Regions from separate parts of the Hordeum vulgare genome. Here region 2 is linked to region 1. Evidence: chromatin contacts called from public Hi-C data. All regions are on one chromosome and are shown on one strand. The core of a region is the stretch at or near the end of the contact, and the rest is flanking DNA. Distances in the headings are between cores, read along the strand shown. Region 1 has its middle 77 kb from the start of LOC123440125. Region 2 holds the start of LOC123444188.

What was found. A called contact is a pair of places that touch in the nucleus more often than the background predicts.
Region 2: a Hi-C map of leaf shows a contact between it and region 1, with 3 times the contacts expected there. The contact joins the promoter of LOC123444188 here to the enhancer-like site in region 1. A contact is called at or near these places in 3 of 6 Hi-C or Micro-C datasets (leaf and seedling) and 1 of 1 datasets of contacts at active chromatin or transcription factors (embryo).

What each region holds. Positions count from the first base shown.
Region 1 is chr3H:447,790,945-447,798,668 of MorexV3_pseudomolecules_assembly, forward strand. No RefSeq gene overlaps it. Among protein-coding and RNA genes, the nearest start is that of LOC123440125, 77 kb to the left of the region's middle. Within about 2 kb of position 4,502, at least 2 of the 3 cell types and tissues checked have open chromatin away from gene starts, as enhancers often do. A contact at or near this core is called in leaf, where this site is marked.
Region 2 is chr3H:447,939,555-447,947,278 of MorexV3_pseudomolecules_assembly, forward strand. It overlaps LOC123444188, which reads left to right and starts at 4,621. Exons shown (of 3, transcript XR_006630958.1): 1 at 4,621-5,271; 2 at 6,526-6,856; 3 at 7,658-7,724.

The sequences.
Region 1 (7,724 bases), core at 3,252-5,751:
ACGGTCAGGTACTATAACCATTGATGTGCTAGTCCAGGCTGCACACATTCCATTTTCTATCTGTGTTGTGCACTCTTCCAATTCCAAAGAAAAGGGATTAGGAACTACTGCCATAGAATTGCTCCTCCTTCAGATTATCGGCTCCTACTTCCCTTGCCATAGTCTGAGCAGGTTTTCTCAACAAAAATCTGAACTTGATGGTCCATCCATAGCAACAAATGACTATGGCCTGTCTAGTTCCAGTGGCAGTCTAACAAGTGAGCTTCCTGAACTTGATGTGTGTAGAGTTATACCCCATGAGATTATGCCATATCTGGATAGCATCTACCATCTGGGCATATCTTGGGATCCAGGAGGGTTTGCATTGTTGTTCATGAAACTGACTCAACGGCTGCTGATGATACTGGATCCTGGAGGGTTTCCATTGCTCCTCATACTGAAATCGACTCGACAAGCAGTTGCCTTTGCTTGTTATATTTTGTTGTACATAATGTCTTAGACGGTGACAGTGATGCTAACATCCCCTTTGTTGAATCAGTGGCCCTTAAGCCTCCAGAAGTGACCTTCGACGTGGCAATGCAGCAACAGTAAGTGGATCGTTCTGTTTTCTGTCGTTTTACTTGTCTAATACTGGGATTGTGGTGTAGATCTCAGCCTCAGGTTTAGCGTTCTGGTTCAATGGATGAATGAATTGCTGATTTTCCTTTGATGCTAATTGTGCAGGCACAAAGCTGAGCCTGAGCTTGCGGCTGCTGCGGGGCAGCCAGCACCTGATGATGCCGATGATCTGATCGATTGGAGCAAGAGAGTATCATGAGTTTTATCATACTTTAAGCCGGATAGTTTATGTTGTACATGCAAGTATTTGCCTTTGGTTGTTATATTTTGGCAGGTTATTCCAGGCATTGAGTTTTAAGGTGTTTCTGCTCTGTTTTGCATTTTACAGTAAAACATGTTAATCTAAAATTTGTAATTTAGTATTTGATGGGAAATCTTTACATTTTACGGCAAAAAGCATGTGTTCGTTGAGTATCACCTTCTTCCTGCAGCGGCTCGGGAAGGAGTAGTCTGACCGTGTTTGCAGGGTAAAAGGCTGAAGTGACAACGCTGGGACTGCTCTCCGGTGCATAGAACTTCCATGGCGGCGCATGTAGTTCCAACACCCACTTGAGCTCCCTCTAGTGATGTCAGCCGGTGAGGTTTCTCCACCTCAACACTATTAGTGATGTAATCTTACTTTGTTAGAGTTCACTCATTTTCGCCATCCATTCGTTATAAACTTGATTCTTTGTTACAAATGGATCCTTAAATATGCATGTCATGTTGTTTCCCTGGAAATAGATGATCAAGCCACATTTTTTATTTTGTTCTGACTTGGGGAGCTTGCAACCTTAAAAATGTCAGGCCCAGTTCTTCTTCAGCTAGCTATTCATCATCCGACAAGCCTCATAGCCGCTAGATCAAGTATCGACGCCCCAGATGAAGCCTGTGAACCAGTACGTGCATCCCTGACGAGAGGAAGCGGACGATGCACGATCTTCATCCGACAGCCGTCATTCAATCACTGAGCTGGCACCCTTTTACACTTTTTACTGTGCTTGCTGTTCTTTTGCTTTTTTACTTCAGACAGCCATGGCTATATAGAAAGCCGAGCGACTCTCGCCTGAGGGCATCGATTGTAATCGGGTTGTAACCCTAGACGCCACAAGAGTGGTTGGCCTAATTTCCCCTTTGTAATAGAACCTAGCTAGTTTCCTCCCTGATTCGGGGCTAGCCCTCTCTAAATCCACTGAAATCTCTGAGATGTTCTCCTCTGGTCCTGTCAATTGGTAATCAGAGCCAACCCTCCTTGGCGGCGATTGGATTGGACGATGAAGGAAAGTTCGGCTCGCCAGTGAAATGCTTCCCCTCTCGTTCCAATCCCGGCGCCGGTGTGTTCAGGCGGCGATCGGTGGCGGTAGACAGCTTTAGTGCAAGTTAGGCGTTGGGAGTGGTTGCCGAAGAACACTTCTCCTGTCGTAAACCCTACCCACCCAGCCTCTCCAGTGCACTGAAGACGGGGGGCGTTGGCGGCGGCGAACGGCAACGGCAAGATCGGGACACACAGGTCTACTTGCCACTTGGTGGCCCTAAATTTCCCCCTGTTTCTTTCTGATCACCTTCAGGCGGGTAAGAAAGTTCTCTGCTTTCTGTAAAACCTCTCTGAATCATGGAGCACCGCAGCGATTCGCAAGACATTAGACTGCTAGAGCTCAAATCCTTGCAGCTGGATGTTCAGACCTTACAGCAACAACGTATTGCTGACAAAGAATTCCAATAATTCACTGTTTCTCTAAACACCAGCTTTGTTAACTTGGAGAGCAGTTTCTCCAAGATACAGAGCAGTTTTGACAGGTCTTTTGCAGAACAGCAAACCTGGCCAAACGACCAGAGGATCCTTTTCTTCCAGGAACACCTGATGGAGCTGGACACAGCAAAGACGTAGCTATTTCTCCGGGTCAAGGGAGCATCAACCAGGCAGCTCCTGGACCTCCAGGTAGTGTCACAGCTGTTATACCTGAGCTGATGGGTAGAGACAATCCAGTGGAGCAGACCACTAGGGTGCCTTATAGACACCCTCATTATGGTCAACAACAAACTGGAGTTGAAACCAAAGAGAGTGGACAACCCCCAATACTTGTCTGAAGAGGAAGCTCCTGACAATGGATTTAACAGTCCTCAAGAGATGAGAAGACAGTCCTTAAAGCTCCATCAAAAGATGATGAGTGGTCAAAAACAAACTAGAACTGGAGTTAACAGTCCTCAAGATATGAGAAGAGGCATTGTTTCAGTTAAACATAAAAAGCTGAACACACCTGAATTTGAGGGAGATGACAAAGAACATTGGATACGAACAATTTAGTAGTATTTTGACACAGAAAGAACTCCCTTGGAGCAGAGAACTGAATTTGCAGTATCTTACCTCGAAGGTCCTGCAGTCCAATGGTGCAGAGGGACTGGATTCCATGCTCAAACCCTGCCCTGGCACAGATTCTGCAGGTATTTAGGAGACAGATTTGCAGAAACATATGTATATCACAATGTCAAATCATTTCATGCTCTAGAGGAACCCAGTTAGACTCCGTGTGGACTGGTTATTGTACTTTTTAGTTAGACTCCGTGTGGTGATTACCTCAGCTGATGCAATAACAGCGATACTGCTTGATGTGTAATTGCAGATCGTTCAGGGATCAAAACATTAGTACAATAACACTAGTACTCTACCGTGTCACCCTGGTTTATATTTGTGTGGCTGTTTTTATGTCTTTGTCAGCCCGCCCACTTGTGCAGAATCCCTTACTTGCTGACACCGTGCCACTCTCTAACTCTTCTATTTTGGATTGAATGGGACATAAAGACGAGGTTTGGCACGCCAGTTCTTACTTTGGGTTTGATCGGTTCAGGTTTTATTGGGCTGAGTTTTTTTAGTTTGGTTTTGGTTTTGGTATTGTAAAGAAACTAGTTTGGGTATAGTTGATACTCTATCGTGTCACCCTGGTTTCTAAGGGTTTGTGTAAATACTGGACTGTTTTTATGTCTTTGTCAGCCAGCCCACTTGTGTAGAATCCCTTACTTGGTGACACCGCGCCACTCTCTAATTCTTCTATTTTGAGGTGAATGGGACATAAAGACGAGGTTTGACACGTCGGTTCTTACTTTAGGTTTGATTGGTTCACGTTTTATTGGACTGAGTTTTTTTAGTTTTGTTTTGATTTGGGTATTGTGAAGAAACCAGTTTGGGTATAGTTGGTTATGATAATTTGATTATTAGCGGTTATAAACTATGGATCCAAACCGGTTTCTAGGCATTGGTTATGTGCAATAACCAATGACGACGGAGAACGATGATCTTTGATCCGCGTGCATGTTGTAATGCACTATGTAATTTTGTATTATGAAGAAACACCAAATAAAAATCGCAAGTGTTGGCTTGTGTTTGGCTAAGCAATTTGGTTTTAATACACTTGTGAATGAGCTTTTCAGTCGTGGGCATTTTCTTTTTGCCTCTTGCTGTGTGCTGACTATATCTCAAAGATAATTTTGTTGTTAAACTGTTGTAGATGTACTTATGCCTTTTCTATCTCATTTGCTTTTTAACATATCAATTCGATGCAATTATATGTACATTGAAGCAAACTCATAGTCATGTACTGGGTTTAAATTCATGGTCATGTATTGAGTTTAAATTGGTTTGAGTGAAAAAATAATGGATTCAGTTTTGATTGGACTGAAAACGACATTAAACTGGTATGATTCAAGTATGTTTTCGAGAGATAAATATACGGATATTGTTCAATCATATGAAACCATTCTTAAAACACGCGCAACTAATGTGCCAGCTTAAGTGGGTGAGGTTGTGGTCGTCATATCACACATAAGTCTCTCGCCCCGTTTTCTTTTTGAGCGCTACTCAGCGCCGGTCCACCGGCCGAGTTGCTCCACCGGCCCTCCCGCGTCAGCTGGATTCGTCCATTAGTAAATGTTGGAGTTGCCTCCTTTCAGTGGTGGAGTCATGCAAAACGGAACCCACTAAACGCATGCAAAAACTGAACGCGCTGTCGTTGTCGTCCTTTGGAGCTTTGCTAGTTGACTCGCGGCGCCTAGCTTCCGTGAATTTCCTGTCCCTCGTCGCGGTTCGTGCCGTGGAAAGTCGCTGTCGTCGCCTCGCAAGCACTCCGTTGTCCGGCAGCACGTGCATGAAACGCGTTGCCGGCGCCACGCGCCCGTGCTTTGCTCGTCGACTCGCGATGCCTCAGCTCTCGTGAATGCCCGTCCACCGTTGCGGCTCGCCGTTGCCGCCATGCATCGCTGTCGCAGCTCGTCGTCGTTGCCTCGCGTCAAAAACTCGTTATTGGTAGATGAATAAAATTATTGCTTATTGATTATTTGGTACAGTGTATATGGCTATATATAATGGTACAAATCAACTTAGAATAAGAAACTTGAGATCCAAGAAATAGTCTAACATCCCTGCAGTACCAACGGGAGGCTCGATGACATTGAGAATGAAACAGATGTCTTGCAATGGCGTAGTATCAAGTCCTTTAACGAAGATGTCAGCAAATTGAGCCGTACTAGGAACATGAAGCACCCGAACTTGTCCAAGAGCAGGGACGGATCCGACATTCATGCATAGAGGGGGCAAAGTTCATATGAAGTGATTTTTTTGGCTGTAACAACTAGTAGAAGAATCAATTTGTTAGGGGGGGCTAGCCCCCCTCGCCCCCTCCCCTCCTAAATTCGTCCCTGCCCAAGAGCCACCTTCTCTCGAACAAAATGAATATCAGTCTCAATGTGTTTGTTCTGGCGATGCTGAACATGATTCCTAGACATGTAAACGGTTGAAATATTATCACAATATACAATAGTAGCTTGATCAATCGGTCGACGCAATTCTGAGAACAACTGACGAAGCCAAATAATATCTGCAACAGCATGTGCCCCAGCATGGTACTCGGCTTCAGTGGACGAGCGGGAGACCGTAACCTGTCTTTTCGAGGACCAAGAAATCAAATTTTATAGAAAAACACAAAATCCAAATGTGGATTGTTGAGTGTCTGGATAACCAGCCCAATCTGCATGAGAGTATGGGGTGAGAAAATGAGGAATGAACTTATTGATGTGAAGACCATGATCAAGAGTACCTTTCAAATACCTAAGAACACGTTTGACATGATCATGCATATAGAGACATGCTTATTGAACAGCAAAGGAAATTTCAAGACGAGTGATAGTGAGATATTGGAGAGCCCGGTTAAACTATGTTACATAGTAGGATCATGAAAAGGTTCACCGTCAGCTGATAGTTTGAAACTGGTATCGACAGGAGTGCAAGAGGACTGGCAGTCAAGCATACCAGCACGATTAAGAAGATCAAGAATATACTTACATTGGGAAAGAAAAAGGCCAGAATAATCACGAAGAACGAGAATGCCCAATAAGTGATGAAGAATACCAAGATCAGTCATATAGAATTCAGAACGAAGAAGGGTAATAATGTGATCTAAAAAGGTTTGAGAAGATGCTGTGAGAATGATATCATCTATATAGAGAAGGAGGTAGGCAGTTTCAGAATTGTGGTGGTACACAAAGAGAGAAGTGTCAAAAAGGGAAGAAGTGAAACCTATCGTTTGTATGAAAGAAGAGAAACGTTGAAACCAGCCTTGTGGAGCTTGTTTGAGACCATATAGAGATTTTTGAAGAAGACAGAAATGATTTGGATAGGAAGGATTTTCAAAACCAAGTGGTTGTTGACAATAGACGGTCTCTTGAAGAGAACCATGGAGGAAAGCATTTTTTACATCAAGTTGATGGATGGGCCATGTGGAGGAGACAAAGATGCGATACATTGCGCGGACTTTTTTTCCCTTGCCCCCGAGTCGCTCCCCCGTGGGCGACCCGGTGATAAGTCTCCATCGTATCTACTTTTCCAAACTCTTTTGCCCTTGTTTTGGACTCTAATTTGCATGATTTGAATGGAACTAACCCGGGCTGGCGTTGTTTTTAGCAGAATTGCCATGGTGTTGTTTTTGTGCAGAAATGAAAGTATCCTCTTCTTATATAAGCACCAATTAGAGAGCACCTCTGTCATTTTTATGCTTTGCTTTTGATTGATATTGAGTATGACCATGAATGGATCTTCGTTGCTATGAATTAAAATGTTTAGTCAGCCCTTGATCTTTGAAAGTGCTCTGCATTTATGTTTTGCGGTCTCACAAAGAGCTAGCGAAATACCACCTATTCATATTGCTTCATGCTTCTTTTGATTGAATTGTTGGTATCTGAAACTCATTATTATTAGCTCGCTAGCTGATTATGCCATTGATATTAGTTTACCGTGAGACCTTTGTGTCACTTGCTTATGTGGTTAACTTGATCTTGCTGAAATTCTGGTTATGAGTTAGACATAGTTGCAACAACAAGATCAAACAGAGTTTGTCAAAGTTTTTCTTTCTCTTTCAGTTTGTCAACTGAGTTGCTTGAGGACAAGCAAGGTTTTAAGCTTGGGGGAGTTGATACCTCTCCATCGTATCTACTTTTCCAAACTCTTTTGCCCTTGTTTTGGACTCTAATTTGTATGATTTGAATGGAACTAACCCGGACTGACGCTGTTTTCAGCAGAATTGCCATGGTGTTGTTTTTGTGCAGAAATGGAAGTTCTCGGAACGTCCTGAAAATTTACGGAGAATATTTCTGGAAAATATGAAAAATACCTGCGCAAAGATCCACCGGAGGGGGTGAGCCAGTGGGCCACAAGCCCTGTGGCCGCGGCCACCCCCTAGGCCGCGGCGTCAGGGCTTGTGGGGCCCACGTGTCTCTACCACCCCCAAACTCAGCTCTATTTATTCCCTTTCGCCCCGAAACACATCAGGAGAGAAGATTTCATCGCGTTTGCGATACGGAGGCGCCGCCACATCCTGTTCTTCACCTGGAGGGCAGATCTGGAGTCCGTTTTGGGCTCCGGATCAAGGAGATCGTCGCCATCGTCATCATCAACCTTCTTCCCTCTCCAATTCCATGAAGCTCTTCATCGTTCGTGAGTAATCTATTCGTAGGCTCGCTGGGCAGTGATGAGTAGGATGAGATCTATCATGTAATCGAGTTAGTTTTGACGGGGATTGATCCCTAGTATCCACTATGTTCTGAGATTGATGTTGCTACTACTTTGCCATGCTTAATGCTTG
Region 2 (7,724 bases), core at 3,371-5,870, 150 kb after region 1:
TATCTCTACCACACGCATCGAGCTTCCCTTCTAGACATCACACGCCGAACTTTTCTTATAGACATCTTTCTTTTTAGAAAAGGAGGAAGACCCTCGGCCTTTGCATCTGAACGATGCATGCAGTCATTTTATTAATTATTCAAAAAAACCTTACAAAGTAATACATCAGTAAGACTGAAATCACCGTCTAGACAATATATGTCGCTACTTGTATACAGTTGATGAAGGGATGCTGATAGTCTGGGTCTAATATCAAACAGACCTCACAGCCAAACCTAACATCTAAGACCTGATGCCCCAACCAAGCCACCTGCCGGGTATGGGACACCCACCGGTCCGGCGCACACTCAGAGATCGTCGCCGCCAACTGCCATCAATCCATCTTCAGAACTGTACTAACGCATCCACCTTGCCCGGTCTAGCTGCCGTCGACGCCACCACGACGCCAGACAGCGTCGCCCTCCTGCGCGAGTCCATCCTCGCACATCAGACGCCTAATCACCAGGGCGCCACGCCATCGAGATCCGTCGCCTTCAATGTGCAGGATGAAGCACCGCTCCACCGAAGAAAACATCCACTAGTCCCTGAACCCGCGTACACCTCCAAGAATGACGCCCCCAAAGGGGAGACGACACAAGTGCATCGCCGTCTTCTGATCTGTCGATCTAGGGTTTCCCCCGAAGGTGGCAAATAGTGGTCTAGAACTTCTCCTCGGCGACGCCTTCAAGAAGGGAACGACGTCGTAGAGTGTCGCCATCGCCGGCCTTGTCATCTAGCCAAGAGCAGGTTTTCACCCAGATCTGTTCGAAGAACTCCATCCAGCTTCTTGTGCATGGTCGCCGCCTTCTCTGTTGGAGACTAGATCAAAGGATCCAGCTGCCGTCGCCTGATCGGCCGGAGCACCACCATGGTGCCAAACCAGCCTGACACTAATTGGACTGCGAGTGGGCAGACGGAGACTGCAAATGTGACGCCTTCAAGAAGGTAACGACGCGTAGGCACCGTCATCACCCGCCACGGCCGAAGTCGGATCACAGATTTCACCGACAGCCGCCAGTCCTCACTCCATGCACAGCCAGCTGGCCGACCACCTCCGACGAAGAAGAAGGCCACCACCACCAAGCCTAGGGCCGGCGCCCAGACATCCCCGTGTTGCAGATCAAGTCCATGAGCAGTGCACCGCTGACGGCTTTTGAGATCGGTAGCACACCGAATCAGACCGACTGAGTCAAGGCCAGACCCGTCGCTCCTGGTGTCGTCCTCCTACGCCGCCGCCGCACCACGGCCATGCCGCCGCCGATCTGCATCACCGCCGCTGATCTGGCCGGAAAGGAGCGCTGCCTCCCAACCAGATCGAGATCCGAGGAGAAAACCGCCGCCGCCGCCACGCCACAAGGGCTTTGCCCTGTGACGCCCCGGGCGACGGCGGCGGAGGGGAGAGGAGGCGGGGGCGGCTGTAGGAGGAGGGCGGGGGATCCCCGGTGCGGGGCGGCGCCGCCGCACGGGGGAGGCGGGGGCGGCTGTAGATCAGGTAGGCGAAGTCTACCTAGGCCGACGGATTCTCTCCTACCTTATAGACATCTTGCTTGCTAGAAAAGTGCATACCCTCTCAGTAAATTGTTGGACAAACTTCATGTCAATCAATCCCCCCTATTATTTTCTAGTGGATATTTGTATTTGTCCTTTTTGATTTGATATTTCATGAATTGGGTATCTCTGTTCGCACATCCATGGGATGTATAGAATTTTCTAAGTCTTCGTTCGCTTCCAATGACATCGTCTCCCGGCTTTTGTTGTAGTGTTTTTTTTGAGAAACCAACAGGAGCACTGTCTTTTCATATAGATGTAGGTGAAAACCCCCATATATACAGAGATTCACATGTTTTGAAGGGAGCGTGGCGAAGCCTAGGAAATTGACTCCTACATGCTTAGCCCACGCCTGCAATGAACACATCAACACCAAATGTCCACTCTCTTTGCTTGATATCGTCAAATGCCAGCATCACCACCTCATAGTGAATCATTTGAGAACCCATGAAAACCCACATGTTTCTCTCCTTCCTAATATTCCATAATGTGTAGATAAGCCGCCCACTACGACGTGTACCACGCTTCTTTGCCTTCTTTTCGATCAACTCACTCCACAAGCCGTAGAAATTTTCACGATCTGGAAAGAAACATGAAGATGAAAGATCCTCGCGTGTTAAGGCAAACACGTGGTTCCATACGGCGACCGCGATAGTGCAACCCTTGCAAAGGTGGGTTGCTTTTTCCGAACCCTTGTATTTGATGACCAACAATATCCATACTACCACATACCCATTTTGCAAAAGTGAAATATATTTATAAATACTTTCTTTGTTTCTAAATATAAGTTTTTTTAGAGATTTCACTACATACTACATACGGAGCAAAATGAGTGAATTTATATTTAAAAGTATGTCTATATACAAGGTTCTAAAAAGACTTATATTTAAAAATGAAGGAAGTATATAATCTAAATACAGTATCATGCACAACATACATACGAGTACCATACTTGATCATATTTGATACGAAAAAGGATTCAAGTGCCCCCCCCCCCCCCCCAAAAAAAAAAGATTCAGTTTTTTTTTCTTTAAAATATTATATTATTTCATGCATATAGGGTGGGCGCACACTCGGGACTACCAAAAGTGTTTTCTCTTTCGTAGATTGTCTATAAACGTCGGTTTGTTATACGCCAATAAGAACATCTTCAACAGATGCACAAGAATACCAAGGACCAAATAGTTTTATACCATCACAATAGCACTTTTAATGCATCGCGGTCAACATTGATTTTCCAAAGGGGGTGATCTGCGCCGGCGCGCCGGCCCAGATTTTGGACCGGCCGCACGCGGGCCGCAGAATCCACCAACCCCGCGTCGTCTGCACCGTTGCATCCGCATGCAACATTTTTCTCCCTATGCAGCAAAATTTCGATGCCATGCAGCAATTTTTTCAACGGTTGCAACAAGAAACAAAATTTATAGCAAAAAAAATATCTACGTGATCATAGCAAAAAAACGAAGCTGATGGTACGTGGTAGCAAAAGTCAAACGTCGGTTGTAACAAATATTTATGTGACGTGTATGCAACTTTTTAGTGAACGGTTGCAGCAAAACATGATGCCGGTTGTAGCAAAAATTAACACGGTTATAGAAAAAAGTAAAAAAACATCAATTGTAACAAAAAATCTGATGAACTAGAGTTGCAACCAAACTTATATGCAGCTCTTTTACTGAGACAAAATATAGTAAAAAACGCTTACAACAAAAATGACGCAAGTTGCAACATATTTAGACGAAAAGTGTTGCATCCATTGACCGAAGAAGCGCGCGGATGGAAAATATGTTGCAAGGCTCGCGCGCGCCAGGGGGCGACCGACGCGCGGGTGGGAAACGATTCTCTTTTCCAAATGCATATAAACATGCGTCCAGGAAAAAGAGGAGTGCAAATTATGAAAAATATGGTCCAACGTCCAAATTTTATCTTTACCTACTAATAAATCAAATAGTGCTTTTTCCGTACGTCATCCAAATTGTCCTTAAAGTTGACTAAAATTACCCACCAATGCCACCTATAAGTCATAAAAAACGTTTCAAATATGAAAATATCCGGACTGGGCCGGCCCATGTAGGCACCTCCTATATTACGGTCTGGGTGTTGGAAAAAGATGCAGCACACCTGTTTGGGCTGGCCCATGCGTGGGCGTCTGTTTTTTTAGTTTAGTTTTTAATTTTTATTTTCAGTTCCATTTTGTTTTTCTACTTTAAATAATTTAGAACTTCAAACAACTTTTCTCAATTTTAAAAAACTGAGAATTTCAAAATAAAATATTCAAAAAAATATTTTTTAAGAATTCAAAAACTACTGTCGAGTTTAAAAAAATATTTGTTTATAAAAAAATGTTTAAACTTTGAGAAAATGTCCATAAAATAAAAAAGTCAACGATTTTAAACAAAAGTTCGTGTAAAAATCTTAAAAACAGTTCGTGCCTCTGTTTTTAGTCTCATTTTTTATTTTCATTTTTCTGTTCCATTTTTAGTCTAAATAATCTAAAACTTTGAAAAACTTTTGCAATTTATAAAACTGGGAATTTTGAAATAAAAGTTTGAAGAAAATATAAAACGTTTGTGAATTCAAAAATGTTCATAATTTTTGTAAAAATATTCGCATATTCAGAAAAATGTTCATAATTTTGAGAACAATGTTGGTGAAAACAATAGAAGTCCAGGATTTTGAAAAAGAATTTGTCTGTTATTTTTTGAGTGCAATTGAAAAAATGTTTGCTAATTCAAAAAATGTTCATGCATTTTAAGAAATGTCCTAAAATTTTAAAAACATAATATGATCAGCACCATTGTAGATTATAATTTTTTTTCTCCCGTTGCAATGCACGGGTCCTTTTGCTAGTAACGTACAATAGCGCTAAAAAATAGCGCATGTGCTAATATTTTTTTGAACGCATTATTTTGCAGGATTTTCTGTTGCGTATCCCGTGGGAAAAAGACGGTTTTTAGCGTGTGGAGCAGTTTTGGATCTATAGTCAAGTCAGAAATACTACAATTCTACAGTCGTAACTACACAATACTCTCATTGTGTCACTTCTTCCCTCACCACCGCTCACCCTACTGCCCTCCCGCGAGACACCCACCTGTGCAGCCATTGGCTGCGCCAGCGCTAAGCACCCACCTCTGCGGCTCCGCCCACTTCCCACTCCGCGCCCTACACCCACACTTCCCTCCCGGCTAGCTGCACCCTCGGGAGCCGCTAAACCTCACTCCCTACTATCCGGCGAGATCCGTGGGACGATGCTCTCATTGACACGCGCACAGTATGGGTGGCGACATCCACCGGTCGGCCCCCCATCCATCCCCCGCTGCACCGGCGCCATGCCGGTTCGAAACTGATGGTGGCTACGCCCGGTGACTGGCGCACCGTGCAAGGCGAGGTGGGATCTGTCCCATGTGCCCGCGGTATCGGGCTCTGCGTCCCGGTGACCCTGTCCCAAGGCGTGTTCGCCCAGATGGGCGGAGATCGGCCTGGAGTGGATCCCGTGTTGCACCATGACGCCGACAACTTCTCCTCGCCACCTAGCTCCTCAATCTGCAGGCTACCTCGTCGCCCTGCCACTGTTTTCCTCCCTCTGCATCAGGTTCAGGGTGACCACGGATATTACTTTGTCAGGGACTCCTCTCCTCTCCCTTCGCGTCATCCATTGGAAGTTGTATTGGATTGGCACAGCCGGTGAGTTTGATCTTGGAGGTCAAGTACAAATCTTTCACTTAGATTTCAACTCCCTTGTATATACAAGGTTCATAGGTGAGCTAGATGTAAACTATTAGTATCAACATATGGTTAGGCTTAAATTTCTTTTAGAAGAGTATCAAAGTTTTCTTATTGATGTTTGGGTTCAGAACTTTTCCCAATTCGGTTTCTCCTAAATTCATTTAAAGGTCTATAAGCACCTAAAAATGGATACCGTAAAAATCGCGGGATAAGCATTAGTTTTGTTAGGGACAGAATAAGTACAACTTAGTTTCGGGAGAACCGAAAAAGTGAGTTTTAGTCATTTCTCTATTAACCAGTTTAGCTGAACCTATTCAATGAGGCATGGCATGACATATATCGGCTTAAGTAAATATGCCTCCATCACTTACTCTGTTTTGCTTCTAATTTCTTTCATATCAGCAGCATGGTTGTTAACAACTGAGATAGATGCTGCTGCAAGGAACCTTGCTGGAAGCTTTGTGTTCCTTGAAGTGATGCAATTCGAGCATATCTAGTGGCTTTTCTTGGTATAAAAAATGTAAAAAGTTAATGGGGATAAAAGCCACGTCAAAGGGTAATACCGTTTGAGGTTTCTTAAGCACGCTCTCTTGGCTGAAATGGCATGAGATGACTAGCGGTCGAAAGTATTCTAGCCAGCTGGCTGGGCACATCATCGTCGTCGTCATCAGAAGACATATCACTGTTGTTGATGGTGTTTGATATTTCGTGTATGAATAAACCAGATGATAGATGTTGTGTGGTCGGGAGTGGTCTCTTTTCCTCTTATCTTCAACAACTGATAAGATTAGTGTAGGCTAAATTCAGAAAGCTTATCGTATAGATGACCTCTGTCCTGTGACATATTACTTGTTTGATTGACATATACATACCTCTTTTACCTTTATCATATAGATGACCTCTGTCCTATGACATATTTTAATCAGATGCACCAAGGATATTCGATCCTTCTTCTGGGCAGAAATATGCAACTTCATTCATCAGATGTTCGAATCATCATGGTCCATTGAAGCTATTGAATTTTTTCTTCATCTAGATGTTGCTATATTGGTCCGCACAACAATGAAAATTAATAGTGTTTCGAAGCGTGTGAATTGAAGATAATTGACTCACAACATTGACATTTACCCCCTACCCCCCCAACAATCTGGCTATACCACGTCTCCTTTTTTCTGGTGGGCTTCTTATTCATTGGTTGATTTGTTTGTTTAGGTTAGGATAAATGGCGATTGTTGCAGATAATCTGGTCAAGGAAATTGTCAAGAAGAATATATACTTCCTAATCTAGTAGTTAGCAAAAGCAATGCCAAGGTTCAGTTCTACGAGGAAACCCTGAAACCTTTTACCATTCTCTAGTTAGTAGTTGTTGCCATCTTCTCATCGGTTAAATTATGGATGTCTCTGAAGCTACTGACAGGTCCGTTTTGCGGTTGGTATGTTTTTCCAGGACTGGTAAACAAGAAGATTTTGACAGTGCAGAGCAAACTGCTGATAAGGGGAAGACTCTTGTCCCCTTGACAGCCGCCGCATGCTTTTTTGACCGGTAAGTTTGACAGTCACTTACTCGACACGCTCCACGTTCAAGGCTTTTTTTCTTTGAAGAATTTGTTCTGTACTTGTAGCCAAAATAGCATCCTATTTTGGGAAAAAAAATACTATATCGCGGTGCTCATTTTTCAAATCCTCAAATTGATTTGGAATCACATATTTTATAGATGAGGAAAACACATGTTGTTTTTGTGGGCCCTGGATGACATAGCCTGATAACTCATGATTAAAACATCCAAATTCTTCCAAGCAGATCTTTACTGTTTCGACATTGTTGGATCAACCACCTCACTTTCATATTATCATATTCAATCAATCAGTGCCTTAGGGATGGAAGATGACCTCGTTTTCCTTCCATCCCCTCTCCTATGACACCCATGCCCTACTCAATCATGAGTCAACTGATCCTATAATGGCTAGCCAAATCAGGGTATGACCCGAGCATATACTCTAATTTAGTTTGATCTAGAAGACATTTCTGCCAATTTGTGACTATTCAATTGCAATACTTGTTCTTACTACTTACATTAATCAAACATTGGTTGCAGTTTTACAAGTCAGAGCATGGTAGTTCTATAGAAAATAATTAAGGAGTGCTATTTACATGCTTTAGAATGTTGTATCTAACCATTGTAAAGTGAATGTGGCACCAAATTGATGAAATGGTCGTTTAGCTACAGGAAGCACTGAAGATATGTAAGCGTATTTTTTTATCCTACCAGGGGCTTCCTGTAAACAGTAATTCCTTTTGACAAGTACGTAGATTTTAATACCTAACTCTTATTTTTTGCTGAAGGTTTAAGGATGACCAACCCGGAGCGTGAGGAAGACATATAACTTGGCAGCTACAAAACAACAAGAAA